3 separate regions of the Zea mays genome follow, and all the other regions are linked to region 3. Evidence: chromatin contacts called from public Hi-C data. All regions are on one chromosome and are shown on one strand. The core of a region is the stretch at or near the end of the contact, and the rest is flanking DNA. Distances in the headings are between cores, read along the strand shown. Region 1 has its middle 40 kb from the start of LOC100279272. Region 2 holds the start of LOC100279272. Region 3 has its middle 27 kb from the start of LOC103633171.

Region 1 (3,004 bases), core at 499-2,998, 260 kb after region 3:
AATCGGTACTAAAAAATCTATTATTTAGTATCGGTTAAAGCCAAAAAACAATACTAAAGTAGGACCTTTTAGTATCGGTTTTAGTCAAGAACGGATACTAAAGGCTAGATTGATATCCTTAATTAGTCTCGATGATCTTCGGTACTATATTCGGGTTGAGAATTTGGTATTGTATCCGGTTCCCAACCAATAGCATGCGCCCACTTTTTTTCCCTGCTGAACGCTCATAGTAGTCATAAACTCTGCTGGAGCAGCAGCATTTATTTGGTCCAAGTCGATCGAAGCTGAGCTGAACCAGGCCCAACCCACGAGGTCCAATCTGCCATGACGGAGTTGAGAAGTTGAGAATTCATCAGGCAACGCGATGGTCTTGGGGCCTGGTCCACCTGCTGCTGGACCAAGGAATTAACTCCCGCCTCAAACCAAAGATCGCTAGACTAGAGACGGTGCCCGATGGTGGATCGGCGAGCTCGATCAGGAGAAAATGACAAGAGCAGGAGACGGAGACGCTGACCTGAGTTAAGTACGTGATCGTCGTGCGTGCACATACATGCATGGATGCGACGAGCTTTGACACACGGACCGGTGTTTCTTGTCTCTAGATTAGCAACCGGAATTCTTAATGGATCCGTCGACGATCCCCCGGCATCGGTAACCTGGGGTTCTGGGGCTTGGCGACTGCGTACCGGAAGCGTCCAAACGAAGCTCCCCGGGAGACGAGGGAGGAAGGCGCTCGAGACGACGGCGGTGATGCCGTAGTGGTCAGCTGCTGGAGCCCTGCGCGCAGTTGTGTGGTTGTGGAGCAGTATCAGGAAGGTATTCAAGGCGCGTTGACATCGACGAATTCAACGCGAGAGAGGGTCATCAATATCAGGGTCGAGGAACAGACCGCTAATGTGTAGTGTTGTAATTCACTAGGCGCCTTACTGCGCCCGCATACCTACTCTCACACTCCCACGTGAGCCTGATCGGCCAGGTACGACCATTTCTAGCGTATGTGTAGATATAGATAAATGACATCAGAATAACTTATTTTTTATCTACTCATGCAGTCACTATTCCTTGCGTATACCTAATCAAATAGACGCTCTGTCAAAGTCAACGTACGCGATGATTCAAGATGGGACGGTGAAATAGTAGATTCACAGATCGCGTCGCAAACTGACGAGAGCCGTGTACTATGCATACAGTACACCGAGCGACTATCTGTGCCCGCTGTCAGATGTGGCTTACGTACAAGACAAATGAACCAATTCGATTGCTCAATCAGCAAAACGGAGGCTACTGCAGCGAGCACAGTACCGGCAGAAGGTCCACACTCCACAGCACGATACGCGGCCAGGCCCGTGCAATATGTCGGCCCGGTCCCTACGCGACGACGAGGCACGAAATGAGGCAAGATGGGCTGCTTATTAAATCGCCAGGACCACGCGTCGAAGATCTAGAATCTAGACGTGCACGATGCACCTTATTTTACACTCAGCAACCAAGAGCCGCGCCGCTGTGCTGCTGATCCATGCAGGGTATCTGCGTCCAGAAATGCAAGAATACTCACACACAGCCACACAGGCGAGGTCGCGATAGGATTCCAAAGTCACCCAGCTGAATGGCGTTTCACAAAACCATCCGTACGCACTCGCTGGAAGGACAAGCTGGGAAAAGCGGCCGACGCCGCGTTGGGCCGCTCCATCAGGCCCGCCCGAGTGCCCGCCCCAGCCCCACGCCGCCGCGAGAACCGGGCACCGTGCGACACTGCAACAACACATCATCATTTCCTTCTCCACGGGCGGCTCCCTTCCATTCCGTTCCTCTTCCCTCCTCACCTCGTTCGCCGGTCGTGTTCGGGGACAGAGTCTCGCGGTCGCGGGGTTCGGGACCGCATCATGCCCGGGGCCGATCCGCGCGCGACGGCGCGAGTGTTCCGCTGCGCGGGTGGAAATGATTCAGGAGCCCGCTGGCCGCATGCCGGCTGGCGCTGCCTTGGCGATCCTAGAATCCTGGCTCCTCGTGGGTCCTCCTGCCGGAGTTGGCCGAACGCGTGCTCGCGCGCTTTGCGGACGCTTGCGCCGCACTTTACCTTCGTTTTGGCTCCTTGATGTGTGGCTGCTGATATGACGGGCTTTCTTGGATTTTTGTTTGTGACACACGGCTAATCCGGCACACCAGCTACTATAGATAGGAGTATAGTATATTATAGTAGTATACAAGCGTAGAGTTTACACGCAGAGAATCCGAGGCTCACGCTCTCCGCGCTTAACGCACTGTTTTCCGACTTCTGGGCCCCACTCCCCTCAACTGGTGCAGCAGAAAATGCTCCCGTTTCTTCTTGCTCCCGATGCTGCAAAAGCAGGGCTTGCCACTGCCACATGTTTTGCCTGGGGTCACTCTTTGGTCCCCCCATGACTGCGTGGGGCTCTCATTCTCATCGTACATAGGCCCCACACGTCACCGAGGGAGGCGGACTTGGACTTGCTGTGGCTGTGGGTGAAGTGCATGCACCATAAGTACTCCCTCCCGACATTAATCTGTACTTCTGTCATCATAAAAATCATCAACACCATTCGGATACCAAACTTCACACGTTCGGTTCCGGAGGGCATCGCATAAAATCTCGACACAGGTGCGCTGTTTCTATCACATAAAACCCCCAGAATTATCTCAAAATGCGAGATGAGAGCTCAGCTTTAAGCCTCATTTGACAGGGCGTTTATCGTTTCCAAACAGTTTATTGGGAACTTCATTATAGACTCCGGTAAAAAAAGTTGTTTCCCCTCATTTTCAAAAAATAATTGCAAACCAGTGGAACGAAAAAAAAAAACTAAGCTACAAAGTTCTCCTAGTTGGATCGATCTCACATAATCGATTTGACTTGTACATTACCTCTCCACAAATGCCATAAATATTCCTGCGAAAGATATGCTGCTTGTAAATTTTGGTACAACAAAACTGATATCAATGGGTGAAAGCATAGAAGGGATAACACACATGTTCACGACCTAGTGAC
Region 2 (2,842 bases), core at 162-2,661, 300 kb after region 3:
CAGAAGTAAATTTATCTTATGAAAAACGTTTGTCAAACAATATGTAAAGTGATTACTAAAAGGTTGGAGAGTGCAACATGTTAGGAGCGGCGAGAAGCATGTTTTTTTACTCCCACTCACTAGTATAAAATAGAGACTAGATTTACTCAGCTCCCAGTATAAAGCAATTCAATTTTTTGTTGTTTGGTTGTAGCCTTGTAGGGGAATGATTCTCATTAGAAGTAGAGCTGTGGGAGCTCCACCAAACGTCACCTTAGAATCGTCGTCTAAAATAAACACACTTAGGGCAAGTGTAAAAGGAGCAGTAAGCCAACCTGAAAACCAATATTAAGAGAGTAATTATTTGTTTCCTCGCTTCAACAGCTCCCTCTTCCTCCCCAAAAATCTTCGTGTCCCGCATACACCTCCTCCCCTCCCGTATTTTGTTGAGTGAGGAAATTTTTCCCCAACTCAGCACCTATTCTACCCGTATTTTTCTTGTCGCGCGCGTGCAGTTTGTGCCAGCAGCTTCTTTTTGCGTAGTGAGTCACGCTGGCCCAATAAAACGAATGTAGGGATGTATACTCCTTATTTTTTATCCACTTTTCAATTTTCACTTTTTATTTAGAAGAACTGTTAGTGTACACATCATAATCCACTCCTGAAACTTTTTAACCTGCTCCTAATAACCAATTTTTGGAGAAAATTTTCAACATGTAACTCTTATATCCAGTTTGTTGTGAATATGTTTAAATTTCTGCATCCTAGATTCGTAGTAGTAGACAAGCGGAGGAAAAATGACTAATTAGATTATACGAGAATACAAACCTATGTTTAGCTGTGTCTTTTACTCTATTTTATTCAACTTAGACCCCCTTTAAAATACAGCTTTACGGAATGCTACAGTGATCATCTCATTTCAAATAAAAACCGAAGGAAAACATAAAAAACTCACATGTCGAAGTGGGCCTTATTGGCTGATTCTAGAGTAAGAAAATTTAGTAAAGACTAGTTTGGTAACTTTATTTTTAAGATTTTTTTAAAAATAAACTAATTTCTCTTTAGAAAATAGAAATTCTTTGAAAAAATAAGGTCGTCAAATTAGCCCTAATAAGTAAACTTTTCGGACATCATTTGAATATTTAAATCTTGGTCCGGCCCATTTTAACAATGTATCTGTCCATTGAGAACTGTATCTGATCCGATACAAAGGCTGCTGATGGCTGATATTTTTTCTGGTAAGTTTTTTTTATTGATGATAATATACCGCAAAACCTTGAGGCCATTGAAGGAGACAAAGGACTACGATGCAAATCTAAATTTTTCGCAGGCTGTCATACAAAACAACAACCAAAAGAAAACGAATGGAAAACAACACACTCTCTCTCTATAACCCACGCTGTCCGCCTGCCTCGGACGGATACCCACTCCACTCACCACACCATCCATGGCGATGGCGCCCTCCACGGCGGCCGCATCCACCCTTCTCCCCGTCCTCCTCCTCATCGCCACCGCCACCCAGTGCACCGCAGCCGATTCATTCTCTTCTCAGGACGCTGCCGCCCTCCTCAACCTCTCTGCGGCGGTAGCAGACCCCTCGGGCTACCTCTCCACGCACTGGACTCCGGACACCGCGGTCTGCTCGTGGCCGCGCGTGTCCTGCGACGCCACCGACACACGAGTCATCTCCCTCGACCTCTCCGGCCTCAATCTATCTGGCCCCATCCCCGCCGCCGCGCTCTCCTCTTTCCCGTACCTCCAGTCGCTCAACCTCTCCAACAACATACTCAACTCCACCGCCTTCCCCGACGAGATCATCGCGTCGCTCAAGAGCCTTCGCGTTCTCGACCTCTACAACAACAACCTCACCGGTTCGCTGCCGGCAGCGCTCCCCAACCTCACCGACCTCGTCCACGTCCACCTCGGCGGCAATTTCTTCTCCGGCAGCATCCCGAGGTCCTACGGCCAGTGGAGCCGCATCCGGTACCTGGCCCTCTCCGGGAACGAGCTCACCGGCGAGATACCGGAGGAGCTCGGCAACCTGACGACATTGAGGGAGCTGTACCTCGGCTACTACAACAACTTCACCGGCGGTATACCACCCGAGCTCGGGAGGCTGCGGGCGCTCGTCCGGCTCGACATGGCTAACTGCGGCATCTCCGAGGAGATCCCGCCGGAACTGGCGAACTTGACGTCGCTCGACACTCTGTTTCTTCAGATCAACGCTCTGTCTGGGAGGCTCCCGACGGAGATAGGCGCAATGGGGTCGCTCAAATCGCTCGACCTGTCGAACAACTTGTTCGTCGGGGAGATCCCCGCGAGCTTCGCGTCGCTCAAGAACCTGACCCTGCTGAACCTCTTCCGGAATCGCCTCGCCGGTGAGATTCCCGAGTTCATCGGCGACTTGCCGAACCTCGAGGTTCTGCAGCTGTGGGAGAACAACTTCACAGGCGGGATACCCACGAACCTCGGCGTGGCGGCGACCAGGCTGAGGATCGTTGACGTGAGCACGAACAAGCTCACCGGCGTTCTGCCATCCGAGCTGTGCGCCGGCCAGCGGCTGGAGACGTTCATCGCTCTGGGAAATTCGCTATTCGGCGACGTTCCGGACGGGCTCGCGGGGTGCCCGTCGCTGACGAGGATTCGGCTGGGAGAGAATTTTCTCAACGGGACGATACCTGCAAAGCTGTTCACGTTGCCGAACCTGACGCAGGTAGAGCTGCACAACAATTTGCTCTCCGGCGAGCTCCGGCTGGACGGAGGGAAGGTGTCTTCTTCGATCGGAGAGCTGAGTCTGTTCAACAACCGACTGACCGGCCAGGTGCCTACCGGGATCGGTGGACTCCTGGGATTACAGAAGCTG
Region 3 (2,881 bases), core at 82-2,581:
TAATCCCATTATCTGGATGGACCAGACCTGCAGACCTGACCTGCAGAGTTGAGTCTGAGTCGGATCCACCAGGCCAGGAGATCGATCGATCTGTCCAGTACCGTACCATGATGACTAGGCCGGAGTTGTTTTGTTTTAAATGCACGATTTTGAAGAGTTGGATCGGTGTTGTCGCAACGTGGTTTTCTGCAGAAAGAATTCGTCGTCCAGGCTCATCAAACTTTAGCTGCCACGCATGCATGGCGGCACTACATGTTAAAATAAAGAACTTTTTAGCAATGGCAGTCGTAGCAGTAGTAGTGTGTGTTATTTTAGCGTATTTTGGACGACGCACTCCATCTTGCTGCTGCCATTCCAGTTCTAGAAGGAGAATATTTCACAAGAAACAAAGACCGGCCGGTCACACGCAGTGCAAGCTTATGGAGTGAGTGCCTCATCGATCATATCCAGGCGTGCATCAGCAACCAGTATTTGACCACCCAGAGGAATTCCTTCCTATTCGCCAGATAATACAATGACCAGCAGCTGAACAGCTAGCGCACGTTTCCGTCACGCGCTCTCTCTCTCCACGGCGTGCGGCAAAGCTTGGGTGTTTCGGTTCCGGCGAGAAGTTGGTCAAAAACAAACACAAAAAAGGCGAGCGCGGTCAGGAGCTTGCGCACGAATACGAATACGATGGCTGGCATTCATCACTTGGCTCACTGGTCTGGTCTCCCAAGTGACCGAGCCCCGCAAGCCAGGCCATCCCATCCACACGCTCACGCTGGCACCCATCGACGGAACGGAACGGAACGGAACCCAGGCCGAGGAGAAAAGGATCTATCTCTCCGATCCTCTCTCTCTCTGTGCTTGCAGTGGCGTGCCGCGCGCAGCAGCGGATAAAGCAACAGCTGCAGTGGCCATTTCAAACTCGCCCGCGCGGACCAGCCCACTAAGGGTTTGTTTGGATAATCTCGGATTGAAATGGATTGAGGTGGTATGTGGTGTATTGAAGTGTAATATGAACTAATTTTTTTTCAATCCCCTTCAATACACCTTAATACACTTCAATCCCTCTGTACCCAAACAAAGCCTAACGGAGCGAGGTAGAATGAGACGACCGACGGTGAAAAGCGACGGGCGGCCGGCGGCGGCGTTGCAGTTGGAGCGAGCAAGCGCGGTGGCTTTCCGTTTCCGACGACGAGTCCCCCACTGCGGATGGATCAGCGACCACGTCGTGGCTGACCAGGATCGGACGTGCGGGGTGCCGGCCTTGCGTTGCGTTGCGTTGGGTGGGCGCGCGTCGGCGTCGGCGTCGCCCGACCCACAGTGGCGCAATTTCGGGCCGGACAGGAACGAACGATGCCGCCTCTGCCTGGGTCAAGGATGGTCCAGATAACCAACCCCGGCCTTGGACTTGGACCGTCCGACCCAAGAAAACACACATGCCCACGGGCCGAAAGCAACAGTGGGCGCTGGCCAGTGTGTGGTGTCCGCAGTGCAGAAACGAACTGCATGCACCGCTAGCTACTACCTGTGCCTGTGCGTGACTAACATATTTTTTTTTACCGCTGACCGCTGAATGAAACAAACAAAAGAAGAAGAAGGAACAAGCACGGTGTGAAACGCATCCGAAGGAATGACTCCGGCGCTGTGATCTTTTTTTCCTGGTCATGCTTGTAGCCGTCAAGGCTTTCGTGTTTCATCTGTGCGCTTTCCGCCTGCGGGGAAAAGAACCAGCACGCTGTGTGACTCGAAAGGGATACCGGCTGCACCCGATCCGGACCGCTCCAACCGCCAGCAGACGAATCTCCGACCAGATCTACAGCGACACCGACGTACGATCGGCCGGCCGGCCAGGCCCACTCGCTCGGTCCCAAAGAATGAAGGAACGGACCGCACGCGCGAGCAGTCACGCGCGTGCGACGCCGGCACCCGCAGCCGAGGCCGAGCCCCTGGTGGACGACCGGTCCACCCCCCGTGCACGTTTCGCAGCTCGGCAGGCGCGGAATAGTAATTTCCACACAAGCAAATCACCAGACCAGACTGAAGCGCCAGGGGAGCGGGACACGTGACACGTCGCGGTCCGCGGGGCCCACGACTCGAGTTGCCCAGGTCCTCCTCTTCTGCTTCCATAGCGCTTCAGCTGGGCTCCCCTCCACGACGACGTGTGTCGGTGCGTGTCAACTTAACGTGCCGGGAGAACATTCCCCACGTCGCGCATGCAGTCGTGTCAGCCGAGATATGTGTCGCGACCCGGAAGCAGGCGCCGTTCAGATTGTGCCTGTGCACGCCACCTCACACCGTGACACCACCACGGCGTTGTGTTTACTGACCCACTCGATCGGTCGGTGCCGCCAGAGCTGTGAATGCTGTGGACGAACCGACGAACGTAATGGGAGCTCTTTTTTTTTGGATTGAAATTCTGAGCTTGCAGATGATGTGAACGCCTGGCCGCGCTGGTCGTCTTGTACGACGATCCGGTCCGCCGTCTCCTCCTTTGCAGCAACCGAGACTAGACTGCTTTGCATTAAACAACGTGACTCGCATTCGCTTTGACATCATCCATGACATGCCGGGCGGGTGGTGGTGCTGATGTCCGTGCATTCGATCCATTTCCCTTGCAGCCACGGCACGGTGCGGGAGACAAGTGAATGCACGTTGCAGCGCCAGGATTTGGAGTGGGGTGAAGTTGCTGCCCGCTGGAGGAGTAGCAAGCAAGGCTTTTCACTTGTCACTTCTGAAAACCACCGGTTAGCAGTACAACTGTAGCAAGGCCCAGCTCGCAAATCTTCAGGCCGGATTGGATGTGACCTCGGGCCCAGTGCTTCCACAGTCCCACGCATTGATCATGATCAGACTCTCGGCCCAATCTTCTACACGATTAATTAACTTCAAGGAC

What was found. Hi-C and Micro-C count contacts between places; a contact is called where the count stands out from the background.
Region 1: a contact with region 3 is called in a Hi-C map of leaf, with 5 times the contacts expected there. The contact joins two enhancer-like sites. A contact is called at or near these places in 5 of 25 Hi-C or Micro-C datasets (bundle sheath, ear, leaf and 1 more).
Region 2: a contact with region 3 is called in a Hi-C map of tassel, with 6 times the contacts expected there. The contact joins the promoter of LOC100279272 here to the enhancer-like site in region 3. A contact is called at or near these places in 6 of 25 Hi-C or Micro-C datasets (bundle sheath, ear, endosperm and 2 more).

Annotation. Positions count from the first base shown.
Region 1 is chr1:30,198,418-30,201,421 of Zm-B73-REFERENCE-NAM-5.0, forward strand. No RefSeq gene overlaps it. Among protein-coding and RNA genes, the nearest start is that of LOC100279272, 40 kb to the right of the region's middle. Within about 2 kb of position 1,749, at least 19 of the 20 cell types and tissues checked have an H3K27ac peak or open chromatin away from gene starts, as enhancers often do. A contact at or near this core is called in bundle sheath, ear, leaf and 1 more, where this site is marked.
Region 2 is chr1:30,238,829-30,241,670 of Zm-B73-REFERENCE-NAM-5.0, forward strand. It overlaps LOC100279272, which reads left to right and starts at 1,412. Exons shown (of 2, transcript NM_001152293.2): 1 at 1,412-2,842. The coding sequence starts at 1,427.
Region 3 is chr1:29,939,975-29,942,855 of Zm-B73-REFERENCE-NAM-5.0, forward strand. No RefSeq gene overlaps it. Among protein-coding and RNA genes, the nearest start is that of LOC103633171, 27 kb to the right of the region's middle. Within about 2 kb of position 1,332, at least 20 of the 20 cell types and tissues checked have an H3K27ac peak or open chromatin away from gene starts, as enhancers often do. A contact at or near this core is called in bundle sheath, ear, endosperm and 2 more, where this site is marked.